Linked DNA regions of Pan troglodytes: region 1 is linked to region 2. The links are chromatin contacts, called in public HiChIP or PLAC-seq maps. All regions are on one chromosome and are shown on one strand. The core of a region is the stretch at or near the end of the contact, and the rest is flanking DNA. Distances in the headings are between cores, read along the strand shown. Region 1 holds the start of LPCAT4 (lysophosphatidylcholine acyltransferase 4). Region 2 holds the start of KATNBL1 (katanin regulatory subunit B1 like 1).

Evidence for each region. HiChIP or PLAC-seq counts read pairs in DNA pulled down with a chosen protein or histone mark.
Region 1: an H3K4me3 HiChIP or PLAC-seq map of stem cell-derived excitatory neurons shows a contact between it and region 2, with 2.5 times the contacts expected there. The contact joins the promoter of LPCAT4 here to the promoter of KATNBL1 in region 2. A contact is called at or near these places in 1 of 7 Hi-C or Micro-C datasets (stem cell-derived neural progenitor cells) and 1 of 1 datasets of contacts at active chromatin or transcription factors (stem cell-derived excitatory neurons).

The regions. Positions count from the first base shown.
Region 1 is chr16:26,291,836-26,298,723 of NHGRI_mPanTro3-v2.0_pri, reverse strand. LPCAT4 (lysophosphatidylcholine acyltransferase 4) reads left to right here and starts at 3,593. Exons shown (of 14, transcript XM_510281.7): 1 at 3,593-3,841; 2 at 5,127-5,269; 3 at 5,600-5,820; 4 at 6,527-6,639; 5 at 6,760-6,820. The coding sequence starts at 3,728. LOC134808508 (a long non-coding RNA gene) reads right to left here and starts at 4,745. Exons shown (of 3, transcript XR_010151592.1): 1 at 4,507-4,745.
Region 2 is chr16:26,134,520-26,140,523 of NHGRI_mPanTro3-v2.0_pri, reverse strand. It overlaps KATNBL1 (katanin regulatory subunit B1 like 1), which reads left to right and starts at 4,127. Exons shown (of 9, transcript XM_063794676.1): 1 at 4,127-4,322.

The DNA.
Region 1 (6,888 bases), core at 2,344-4,843, 160 kb before region 2:
GAGGGTATGAAGAGGAGGAGGAGAAGAAAGAAGGAAGAAGGAAGAAGAGGGAGGGGGAAGGGGAGGAGGAGAAGGGAAAGGAGGAGGAAGAAGGGGAGGAGGTGAAGGAGGAGGAGAAGAACAAGAAGAAAAGAATGCTGAGAATGCTGACTGCCTTCTTTGAGGCTATAAAACATGGGAGGTTGGGAGGGAGTCTAGACAGGAGTAACTTCTGGCTTCTGTCTGGTTCCCCCTTCCAACAGAAGATTAATGGTATCCAATAATCCAGAATTCCATTGATATGTCATTGTCTCCAGTACTCCCAGGTAATGGTGACTGATACAGATACAGGGGTCAGGTGGAGGAGAAACCTGTCTAGCCTGGTGGATATTTTCAAGGGAGTGACAAATGCTACCAGAGATGATCAATTTCTCAACGTTATTCTTTACAACTGGGTTGCCCCTTCTCAGATTGCCTGCAGAAAGGCCATCATAATAGTTTGGTGAGGGGCTAGAAAAAGGGGAAATGTGGATGCTTTCATGACTCATTCATAGAAATGAACTTTTTAGTTCATCCTGGATGACTGACACCGGCAAATATTTGATTATCAAAACTCTACCCCTGTAGTTGGGTTTTCATAGTATTTATTGCTCTTGAAGAGCACCAAAAATTTTCATTCCGAATTTGATGTATTTTGAGATGACTGTTCAGAAAGCCTGCAAAGCTGTCTTTTGTGGGGGAGATCTGCATCTGCAGAGAATCTGCATCGATGCAGAAAGGCTTTCTCTGGTGCTCTCCCTTGTCCAGATTTAGGAAAGATTAACTGAGAGTCTGACATCTTAAAAGGTCTAACAGAAACCTTTACCATCTATTCCTTCTAAAGGCTACTCTCTGTGAGATTTCATTTGTTCACCAAGACCGTCTTTGCTGGCCAGGCCTCTTCTTCTCCCCCTCCCATAACCTGTCTTGCCACCGTAACCTGTTTTGCCCAGATGCAAGCTCTCATTCTTTCTGTAACCTCAAGGTGGTATAAAAGCAACCATTGGGCATTTCTTTGAGTTTTTATATTTTGTATGACTCCCACACACATGCGTGCATCAAATAAAATTTGTAGGAGACCGGACCCAGTGGCTCACACCTGTAATCCCAGCACTTTGGGAGGCCGAGGCGGGCGGATCACCTGAGGTCAGGAGTTCAAGACCAGCCTGCCTAACATGGCGAAACTCCGTCTCTACTAGAAATACAAAAAAAAAAAAAAAAAATTAGCCAGGCATGGCGACGTGCACCTGCAGTCCCAGCTACTCAGGAGGCTGAGGCAGGAGAATGGCGTGACCCGGGAAGTGGAGGTTGCAGTGAGCTGAGATGGTGCCACTGCACTCCAGCCTGAGCGACAGAGCGAGACTCCGTCTCAAAAAAAAAAAAAAAAAAAAATGCGTAGGCCTCTTTTCCCTTTAATCTATGTAATCAGTTTGTTTTATAGACTCAAATTATCAAACATTCAAGGGAAAAATTTAAACTTCCCTACACTCTCATCTTTCCCTGTTTCCCACCTTATGAACATTATCTTAGTCCTTAAACCTCCTTCTAGGCTGGGCGTGGTGGCTCACGCCTGTAATCCCAGCACTTTGGCAGAGGCAAGTGGATCACCTGAGGTCATGAGTTCGAAACCAGCCTGGCCAACATGGTGAAACCCCATCTCTACTAAAAATACAAAAAAAAAAAACAAAAAAAAAAATTAGCCAGGCATGGTGGCAGGCACCTGTAATCCCAGCTGCTCAGGTGGCTGAGGCAGGAGAATCGCTTGACCCGGGAGGCGGAGGATACAGTGAACCGAGATTGTGCCATTGCACTCCAGCCTGGGCAACAAAAGTGAAACTCCATCTCAAAAAGAAAAAAAAAAAAAAACCGCCAGGTGCGGCGGCTCACGCCTGTAATCCCAGCACTTTGGGAGGCTGAGGCGAGTGGATCATGAGGTCAGGAGTTCGAGACCAGTCTAACCAATATGATGAAACCCCGTCTCTACTAAAAATACAAAAATTAGCCGGGTGTGGTGGTGCCCGCCTATAATCCTAGCTACTCAGGAGGCTGAGGCAGGAGAATTGCTTGGAGCCGGGAGACGGAGGTTGCAGCGAGCTGAGATCACGCCATCGCACTCCAGCCTGGGCAACAGAGCAAGAGCGCGACTCCGTCCCAAAACAACAACAACAAAAGACAAACACACACACACACACACATACACACAACTCCTCCCCAAAGGCAAGGCAAGGGAGACTAATACATGCAGTTGTACTTTCTCGGTTCTGGTGAGAAAGCTGAAATCATCTGCTTAAAAAAAAAAGGTTTGGGTTGTACATGGCGGCTTACTACCTGTAGTCCCAACAGTTTGGAAGGCCGAGGTGGGAGGCTCACTTGAGGCTAGGAGTTCGAGACCAGCCTGGGCAATATAGCGAGACCCTATCTATACAAAAATAAAATGTGGAAATGATGTATTTGTGTTGGGACCTCTGTGTTATATACAAAAACATCCCAGTGCAGCTCCTTGGTCTCAGTAGGATGCATGAGCCTTCAACCCTCTCAGCCTGGGCTCAGAAAATTTCCTGGAGCAGATTAATTTGGAGTTTGGTTTAAAGGAGAAGCCAGTGGCGGCAAACACTCTTGGTTATGAGAGGTCTCTTTTTCTTTCACTTTCTTCCTTCAGCTCCTCTAACTGCCATGCAATGGGCAGAAGACATAAAGTGAACTTATGGCGTATTCTTTCCTCAAGCAATGAGACTCTTACCCCTTTTGTCATGGCAATGGATCTCAGAGTCCACTTAATTCCCTGGTCCCTGATCTCAAACGATGGCCTGAGGCTAAACAATTTGTTTTCTAGGGTAGCTTGGAGCTTGTGGGTGAGGGGAATTACTACTGTGTCCTCTGCGTTCACCCAGAGAGTGACAGAGATCAGGAACCACTGCCTCTCCCCTGCCAGACCTTGTCGGGCTCATGGGAAGCACATGCGTCAGTGTACTAGGGATTCCTGGCGCCTCAAGGGTTCAAGCAACCCTCACACCAGTAAAGGCGGCCCTGCCCAGCACAGGCAGGACGCGGAGGTGGAGAGTTGCGGGGCGCCATGCAGCCGCCAGAGGACGCAAGTGCCTCAAGTCCCCGCGCGATGGCGCCCCACGGACCGGGAAGGAAAGGTGGTCCGCCTGCGAGGAGGCGCGGACCGGGCCAAGGAGCCCATAGGAAGAGCGGGGCGCCGCCTCACCCGCGAGCTGCCGGCCTCTGCATCCGGCCCACCTGTCCCTCCCTGCCTACCAACCCAAAAGCCTCACCCCGATCTGCGCTTGCTGGGCGACCTCGACGCCCGGGCGGGGACGGAGGGCGCTCTGAGCTCTGCGCTCAGCTCCCAGACCCACTCCCACTCCGAGGCGGAGGCCAGGTCTTCAGAGAGGAACGACGGAGGCGCAGAAGCCCAGGGGCAGCCCGCTCCAGCCCTGGCAGCCGCGGAACAATGGCCCGAGCGGCTGCGGGCGCCGCGGCGGGCGCGGAGGAGCAGGGGCGCCAGGGCGCTGGAAGCCCCGCCCCTCGGCCGGCGCCCTGACAACGCGGGCGGGCTGGGCTGCGCCGCCTGCTCCCCGCCCCTCGGTCGCCTGCACCGGGCGGGGCCCGGGCCAGAGCGCCGCCGCCGCCGCTGCTGCAGCAGCAGCTGCTCTGCAGAGTGGTGGCCGGGGCCGGGGTGCCCTCCCTCCCACCTTCTCCCGCCATGAGCCAGGGAAGTCCGGGGGACTGGGCCCCCCTCGATCCCACCCCCGGACCCCCAGCATCCCCCAACCCCTTCGTGCATGAGTTACATCTCTCTCGCCTCCAGAGGGTTAAGGTAATGTGTGGGGAGCGGGCGTCGGAAGGACCCGTGAGGATAGGAAAATGGGGCCATTTGAGTCCTGGCAAAGGTGGGCTTGGGGATCCGTGAGAAGGAGATGGCTGAGAGGCTTGCGGAGCGGGAGTCCGGGGGTGCGCACGTGGGGGCGGCCGCGGTTGGGCAAGGAGTCCTGGAGAGGACGCTGCGGGCTTGGGCGATAGACAAGCTCGAAGATGTGGAAAAACTGAGTAGGTGGGGATGGAGGGCTGCAGGGGACCCTGGGGTTGGAGAGATGAAGGACGCTGGGGAATGCGGATTACATTCTGCAGAGCCTGATGGCTAGGATGGAGTTAGAGTCTACTGGAAGCCGGGGGTGGGGGTGGGGGCGGGGGCGTGCCGAGTATTCCTCCGAGGCATGACTTAGAGGGAAGACGTTTCTGGGCCGGGAGCCTGCGACCCTGTGCCCTTCCTACACTCCCTCTTCCCACTCCCTCCAACCCCCCTCCACCCCGCACTGCAGCACCTCCCGGTGGGGGCAGGGAGGCTGAGAGGGAGGTTGGCTACAGGAAGTGGAGGGCCGCGCCAGCCTAGGGGAGCTGGGAGGTGGTGTGGGGAGGGAGTGTCCAAGGTTTCTGCTGTCATCACCTCCCCGGAGGCAGGCTCCAGGGGCTAGGTTTGCTTACCTGCTTCTTCCCCAAGGCAGCCTATGGAGTCATCCTGGCTCCTGGCAGCCTCTCTCCCTTGCAGAGTGGGGCCGAGCTCTTGTCTCCCATATCCCCCGGTACTATAAGATTGCTGTTGAGCAGTGTCAGAAAATGACCTCGGGTCTGAAAACTGGACCTCTGGCTGTTTACAACCCTCTGCCTCCTAGGCCCAAAGTGGAAAGATCTGTGCACCTGGTTTCTGTTGGGCATAGGAGCTATTTATGGAATAAGATGTGGGGGAGGAGGACCTATCTCTAACCTACTGTACATCAAGCACAGCGCCCTGCACTTTCGCATGCATTCTTATTAAATCCTCTAAGTGCTAGATGCTTTTTATGGCTTTCGGTTTTATAAATGGGGTAGGGACCAACTGAAAGACAGGAAAATAAGGCCCTTGATGCCATTAATCTTTTATCCTCTTGCCCTCATTGGTATCTTCATCCCACCTTGGGTCCCAGTCCCCTCTCCTGTTCCCACACCACCTGTCACATGCAAGGGATGATGGCTGTCTGCTCCTGGGTCTATGCTTTGTGGAAGAGGGATGCTGTGGAGGGAGCATATCCAAGCTCTAAAGTGGCATTCTCTCCCACCCTTTGCAGTTCTGCCTCCTGGGGGCATTGCTGGCCCCCATCCGAGTGCTTCTGGCCTTTATCGTCCTCTTTCTCCTCTGGCCCTTTGCCTGGCTTCAAGTGGCCGGTCTGAGTGAGGAGCAGCTTCAGGAGCCAATTACGGGATGGAGGAAGTAAGTGAGGGATCAGCCCCCAGAGACCCTACTTCTCTTCCCTGCTGTCTATTCGGCTCCCTCTTTGAGAAGAAGAAAAGAGAGCATTCTGAAACTATTCTGTCTAGCTTGGGTAGATGAGATGAGTCAGCCAAGCTCAGACGTGGTTCCCAGACCTCACCTCTAAGTAATGTGCCCTGATAGGTCCCAAAGTGGCCAGAGACCTTGACCCCTTGGTCACATCCTATTTAAGGGTAAAAGAGGGGTGCCCTACTTTCCCGGTGTCTGAACCTGGGGGCGGGTGAGGGTTAGAACCACTGCTTCCGCTGATACCCAGCCTTGCCCTGGCAGGACTGTGTGCCACAACGGGGTGCTAGGCCTGAGCCGCCTGCTGTTTTTCCTGCTGGGCTTCCTCCGGATTCGCGTTCGTGGCCAGCGAGCCTCTCGCCTTCAAGCCCCTGTCCTTGTTGCTGCCCCACACTCCACTTTCTTTGACCCCATTGTTCTGCTGCCCTGTGACCTGCCCAAAGTTGTGTCCCGAGCTGAGAACCTTTCCGTTCCTGTCATTGGAGGTGAGAGAGTTCAAAGGGGGTGAAGGGCAGGGTGACAACTCTGGGCAAAAAAAGTCAGGAATGGAGACACTGGAGTGAAGAACTGGCCTCAAAGTGGGGAGGGGCTGTTGGCAAGTGAAATATAAATTAACACCATTAGTCAGTCTTAGATTCTGAGGGCTGGGACAGAGAGAAGGTGTTGGAGGGAGTTCTGGTCAGTTCTCTAAAAGGACAACTACTATAAAGGGATTGTCCCAGGGCAAAGAGATAACAGGCCAGGCACGGTGGCTCACGCCTATAATCCCAGCACGTTGGGAGGCCAAGGCAGGCGGATCACCTGAGGTTGGGAGTTCGAGACCAGCCTGACCAACATGGAGAAACCCTGTCTCTACTAAAAATACAAAAAAAGTAGCCGGGCGTAAAAAAAAAAAAAAAAAAAAAAATTAGCCGGGCGTGGTGGCCCATGCTTGTAATCCCAGCTACTCGGGAGGCTGAGGCAGGAGAATCACTTGAACCCAGGAGGTGGAGTTTGCGGTGAGCTGAGATCGAGCCATTGCACTCCAGCCTGGGCAACAAAAGCGAAACTCTGTCTCAAACAACAACAACAGAAAAAAAAAAAAAAGAGATAACAGAAACTTCTCATGCTGTTGAGGAAGTGGAGGCTGCAGATGTTACTGCCCCTGGGTAGGAATGAAGTGATTCCTCTTTGTATCCTTCCCAACCCCAGCCCTTCTTCGATTCAACCAAGCCATCCTGGTATCCCGGCATGACCCGGCTTCTCGACGCAGAGTGGTGGAGGAGGTCCGAAGGCGGGCCACCTCAGGAGGCAAGTGGCCGCAGGTGGGTAAGGGTCTCAAGACCATCTTCTCACTTTCCATGTGCTCCTGAAGAGGCTTCCCTTTCCTCTCTCCACAGCCTTCTTCAGCCTTCTTCACCTCATTCTGCTCTTTTTTACCCCAGGTGCTATTCTTTCCTGAGGGCACCTGTTCCAACAAGAAGGCTTTGCTTAAATTCAAACCAGGTGAATAAAATGATAGTGGGTGGTGGGCTGTAGGAAAAAGAAGTTCCAGATTTGGGGAGGGACTCTGA
Region 2 (6,004 bases), core at 2,878-5,377:
TACCAGGCCATCAGCATCACAGTGAGTCTGTTCCCTGCCTCCTGACCCCACCCCCAACATTGACACTTCACCCTCTCCTGCACCCTGACCCCCAGGTAGTCTAATTCCAGGACTTCCCTTTTCCAAGGCAGCAGTCAACCATATTGTATTCTTCTCTATCTTGGAAAAATCACTAAACTCAGTTTTTCAGAGAGAGACACAATCACTGCTCCAGGCATTGTTGTATAGGTTTTATATAGGTTATCCCATTTCCCAACAGCCCCTGAGAGGAGAGTGTTATCCCCATTGCACATTAAGGTAAAAACCGGTGTGGAAAGGGCCCAAAGGCAGCAATCTAGGTTTTAAATAGAGATGAGCCTTGCTCCAAGGCTAGTCTAAACATGCTGCCCCCACCACGTTCCACCTGGTGACAGTATAGTCTAATTGCAGGAAATGTACTTGCAGGAGGAGAGAGATGGTTTCTTGAGATTCAGATTTGAAAGTCTATAAATACCAAATATTATCATAGTCATAAATGTTTTTGGGTCACCTGATCTCAGTTGTAGATTTACAATAGAGGGCTGTAGATGTAGCAGAAACAAGCTATCTTAAAAATAGGATCCCCCATCACTCAACACCTCCCTACCACCCACCCTTCACCCCGCAAAAAACACTACCAGGGGTTTGGTTTTGTTTTTTGAGTTTTTTTTTTTTTTTTTTTGCTTACTGCTTCTGCCATTACTTCCTTCCACAGCCTGCAAAGGAAGGTAGGAAAGGGAGGAGCAGAAAAAAGGGATTGACTTCTCACTTTGACTGCTAAAGTCAACTGCCTAGAATTTTCCAAAGGTGCTGAGGCTGAGCAGTGTGGAATGGGTGAGCTGTTGCTGTCTCTGAGGTCCCTTCAGGCATTGTTCTCTGTCAGAATCGGCATTGGTCTCAATGAGAATGACATACAATGCAGTAAATGATATGGCTCCTAGGACCCTGGACGGAACTACACTTTTATACCTAATGTCATTGCCATCAGTCTTTCCTCCCTACCCCTGGCCATCCAGCATCCTGGTAACAAATCAACTCTTCTTCTTCTTCTTTTCCTTGTTTTTTTTTTTTTGGTTTGTTTGTTTTTAAGAGACAGGGTCTTGCTCTCTTGCTGGACTACAGTGCCATAATCATAGCTTACTATAATCTTGAGCTCCTTGGCTCAAGCGATCCTCCCACCTCAGCCTCCCGAGTAGCTAGGACCACAGGTATGCACCACCATGCCTGACTATTTTTTAAATTTTTTGTAGAGTTGAGGTGTTGAAATGTTGCCCAGCCTGGTCTCAAACTCCTGGCCTTAAGCAATCCTTTCACCTTGGCCTCCCAAACAGATCAATCCTTCTAAAGAACTGACTTAGTCATTCCCCTGCTCAATTGTCTTTGCTGTCTCCTTGCACCTCAAACACTTTGCTTGATAATTCCAGGTCTTCGCAACCTATCAGGTGCCTTACGTACCTTTTCAGTCTTCACTCCTGTGACTCTTGCAAGCACTTTTCCCTCCACTCAAATCAGAATAGACTGCAGTACTAGAACTTACTTTGCATTTTCCCCTCTCTGTCAGGAACACCCTGTCTGTCCTCTCCAGTTTATCAGGCCCAGCTCCACCATCCCTCCCCTGCTTGCCATCAAGCAGTGTACACAGGACTGCATGGCAGCTCTTTTCTCATGTGGGTCACTCTACACTGTGTCCTTGAATGATTCTGCACCCCGTAGAGAGGGGGATGTGAGGCAGGAAGGCTAACTTAGCTGCCCGTTCTCTCGGAAGGAAGGAATGAAGGAATGGCCAGAGGAGTAGACGCCCTTGGAGACTGCCCACCACGAAGGCTATCAGTAAACCACCTTTTTGTACACAAGCACTGATGTAGAGATTTTTTTAATGTATGGGCTGTACCTTTTTTTAGTAAGAATTCAAATTTTATTGAGCCCCAAGTGGGAAAAATTCAACTTTATTGATAGGAAAAGTATCAATGAAGAAAGTTGCCTTGCATTTTCATCACTAAAATGACAGTATTTGTATATATTCCAAAAGTAGCAATGCAAAGGCAGTTTTCATTATTTTTATGTGAAATTATGAGATGTGGGGGCCTGGGCTGCCCATCACTGATACAAACTTTATAACTTGGCTCTAGAGATTAACCTGCCTGAGATCCTGTGCCTTAACAGGCTCCAGAAATGAGAATATCAAGGTTCTTCTCTGGCCTCCAGCAACTGGAGGCCTTGTATTAGCTGAGATTCTTCGGTGTTAACACAGCAGATTCCCTGAGTTCCAGGACTCCATTACTTGTCTTAACTCTTTAGCCTCCCTTGAGGATAACGATCATATAGTACACTCTTTTTACCCTATTCTTCTGATGAGAGGCCAGCACAGTGCCTTTTGCATAGTGGGTCATCAAGAAATTCCTGTTCATGATGATGAAGAAATGACTTGAGAGAAAGTGACTTCACCCATGTGTGTTGAATTTTTATTTTCTTTAAAACAACACATCTACGTAGTGGAAGTCATATTCAGGAAATATTCTTTATTGTACATACATGGAACCTAGGGCTCCAGCTTCCTTTACTCACCTAGCTGGACTCTCTCAACAGTACCACCTGTTAACAGATGTGGCCCCACACATAGGCATGTATGTGCCTTGCTTATGCTTGGTACAATCGAAAAGCTCTCAAAGGTGTTGCTTATGCCAAATATCCTAAAACTATTTTCCCACTGCCCTAAGGTCTTGCCCCAATTTTCAACATGACTTTTTTTTTTTTTTTTTTTGATTAAGTAAGGACTCTGTTACTAGGGAGGAAAAATACATAAAGTTATAACAACCTGATGACATCTTAGTTCTGATCAGTTTATCTGACAGGCCTCCCATTGCTCGGAACTCCCACGGCATTTAGGAGATACCTTTTATCACTGCAGTGTATTGGAATGATCTCTTTTCCTGTTTTTCAAGCCACTGAGAGCTGCTTCAGGCGATTTCCAGCACCAGGCACAATTTGCCTGGCACATGGCCGGCCTTCCAAAAAGATTGTTAAACCAAACTTAAGCAGCCTGCTCCCTAGGCAAGCCTTGAGTTCCGAGATGAGTGCCTGAAAAAGCAAGCCAAGGGATGTAGTTTTGTGGTGAGGAAGTATTTCCATCAAAGGCACTGCTTGGTTGGTTTCTGCAAGGGGTGAGAGAACCACCATAGACAAACTTGCTCCTGTCACAGCTTGGCTAACCTTGACCGGTGGCTTATCTATGAAGGTGAGCAGCCTGGTTCTAATGAAGAGAACTGCCCTCAGTAATTAAAAGTTCATCATCTACAGACCCAACCCTAACCTCATAATCTAATTTAGTGTTCCCCATCCCAACAAGACCGAACCAGCTTCCTGAGGACAGGTTCTGCATCATGTACATTTCTTGTGTTCTTAAGAGTCTAGCACAAAGTTTGGCACATAATAGGAACTAAAAAAATGATGACTAACAAACACGAAGGGCTTACCATATGCCGGGCACTCCTCTAAGCATTTTATATGTATTAATTCATTTAATCCTCACAACACTAAGAGACAGATACTATTGTTATTGTCCTCATTTTACAGAAGGGGAAAGCAAAGCACCTAGGAGTTTATGTGACTTGCTCAAGGTCACATAGTTCCACAATCCATGCTTTTAGAAACTATGCCTTAGAGCGTTTATTAGTATCATTTTTATTTTTATAGAGACGGGGGCGGAGGTGGGGGGTGGGGGGTAGTTGTCCCCATGTCGTCCAGGCTGGTCTTGAATTCCTGGGCTTAGGTGAACCTCCTGCTTCGGCCTCCCAAAGTGCTGGGATTACAGGTGTGAGCCACTGTGCCCAGACCCTTAGTGTATTTAAATAGGTGTGAATGAATAAATCTCTCCCGGAACCATAACTTTATAGGAAATTGTTTGCACCTCCTGGTACACCACTAAGGCACGGTCTCCCACACTAGGTTGTTCCTAGCGCACGGTCGGTCATTCGTTGAACTTTACCCACCCTCAGTTCCTATCGCAGTATCACTTCTCGCGCCATAGCAAGGCTACCGTGCGAAGCTCTGGCCACCAGGGGGCACTGTGGCCACAGGTCCTTTTCCCCTCCGGCGCTTAGCGACCCCCAGAGGGGCGGAGCCAACGTTGGGCGGAGCCCGCGAGTCGCCCACAGCGCCAGCTATCCCGGCGGGCCGCGCGCGCGGCCGCGTTTGAATGGCCCTGAGTGGGACTCGGCCCAGAAGCCGAGGGACTCTCTAGGCTGCCGGGCGCTGGTCGTCAGCGCCGAGGCTGGGCTGAGGCGCCGCGGTACCATGAGGCGCCGGTAAGTGACTGCCGAGCAGGTGCGAGCCCCGCGTCCGCAGCTGCCCTGCCCTGGCAGGGCTACTCCAGCTGGGCTTGGCCGCGCCCTGGGCCCACCTGCAGGCCCCGCGGCGGCCTCGGCTCGGCCGGACTCGCGGCAGCGCTGCCGGGTCCCGGGGCGGGGCGGCAAGGCCGGGGCGGAGCCCCTCTGCCGGCCCTTGCGGGGAGGGTCGGGCGGCGGGCGCTGGGGGGCTCCAGGGGACTGGGCCGGGAGAGGCGTGGACCGAACCTGTTGTCACTTATTTATCTTCGGGTGGAGTCGACAGCTGCACCTGGGGAAGGGGAAGGACAGAACGAGTGTGGGGCGAGCTGTTTTGAGGACAGGTTTTCCGCAGAGCGCCTAGGCCCGGCCCAGGCATTTCCTTATTTTCCGACGGGTCCTCGGATTCCTGACGGATGAGCTTTTGTTTCGCAGGACAAAAACTTGACATAACTGCATAAGAATTGTCGATTGCAACTTTAAAAACCTTACTGTGTTTTCTGAAAAGTTGTTCTGTAAAGTATCTAGGCTTTTACTACGCTCTTAAATTGCTTAAGTATGGAGATAACAAAGAGTTGGTTTGTTTTCTTGTGGCTTATAAAGTTCCTTGAAAACAGAGGTACCTATGTCAGTTTCTTTGCTGATTTAAAAAAAAATTGTAAGAGAAATTAGATGTGTAATAATCATCAGTTCAGCACTTGCGAGAATTATGAGAAACTAGTCCACCTAATAGCTTAAATCTGCTGGTTTTTTGGAGTTTCTTTGGATAGCCAGCTTCAGACTTGAATTGAAACGTCATCCATTGAGGCTTTTACTTGGCTAATAACTAATATTAGCCAATAATAATATTAGCCAGTGTGATCATAATGATGGGCAATATTTATTTTGTGCTTTCTATGCGCTGGGCGTATTAAGAGCTTTACTTTGGGATATATACTGTTGTCCCCATTTTGACAGTGAAGAAACTAAGGCACAGGAAATTTTAGTATTGTAACTTTTGTACCGTACAGGGTTACACAGCTAATATAATTAACACCCGAGCAGGCTGGCTCCACGCTTTTAACTCTGCTGCTCTACTACCTCCTTTATCTGTGGCTCTTTTTAGTTTACAAAGCCCTTTGATTTCATTTACTTCAACTTCGGAGACCTGAGTGTGCTTTTGTGTACACATACATTCATTCACACACCATTCATTCAAGTTTTCTGCTCTTGATGATTATACTTAAGGTTTGTGCCTGAGCAAAAAATCCATTGACTATTTTAAGATAAATGGAGTTCATAAGCTTTATGTGTGTTATAATTTATGTTTTGAATTCCTTTATATCCTTTCCTGAAAGTTTTGAAAGTGTTAGTCTTAGCAACTTATGTATTACTTTAAAATAAAAAATTACATGTTAAATGTTTTCATCCCTAAAACTTATTGAGTGGTTATTCTGTACTTGAAATGGTTATACTTAAACTAATACCTCCTTGACAAGGAATAAATTTCAAAAGCAAAATCACTTAGTAAGAAATCAGCAGTTTATACTTATCTATAGCAGAGCTTTTAAATGTCATTCATCAGTTACAAAGCTTTCGATTGCCTGTATGCCCAACAGGGTGGTAGACCCAATTGGCTATACGAAAGAAATGTGCCTCAAGAATGACACTATGGACTTTGGGGA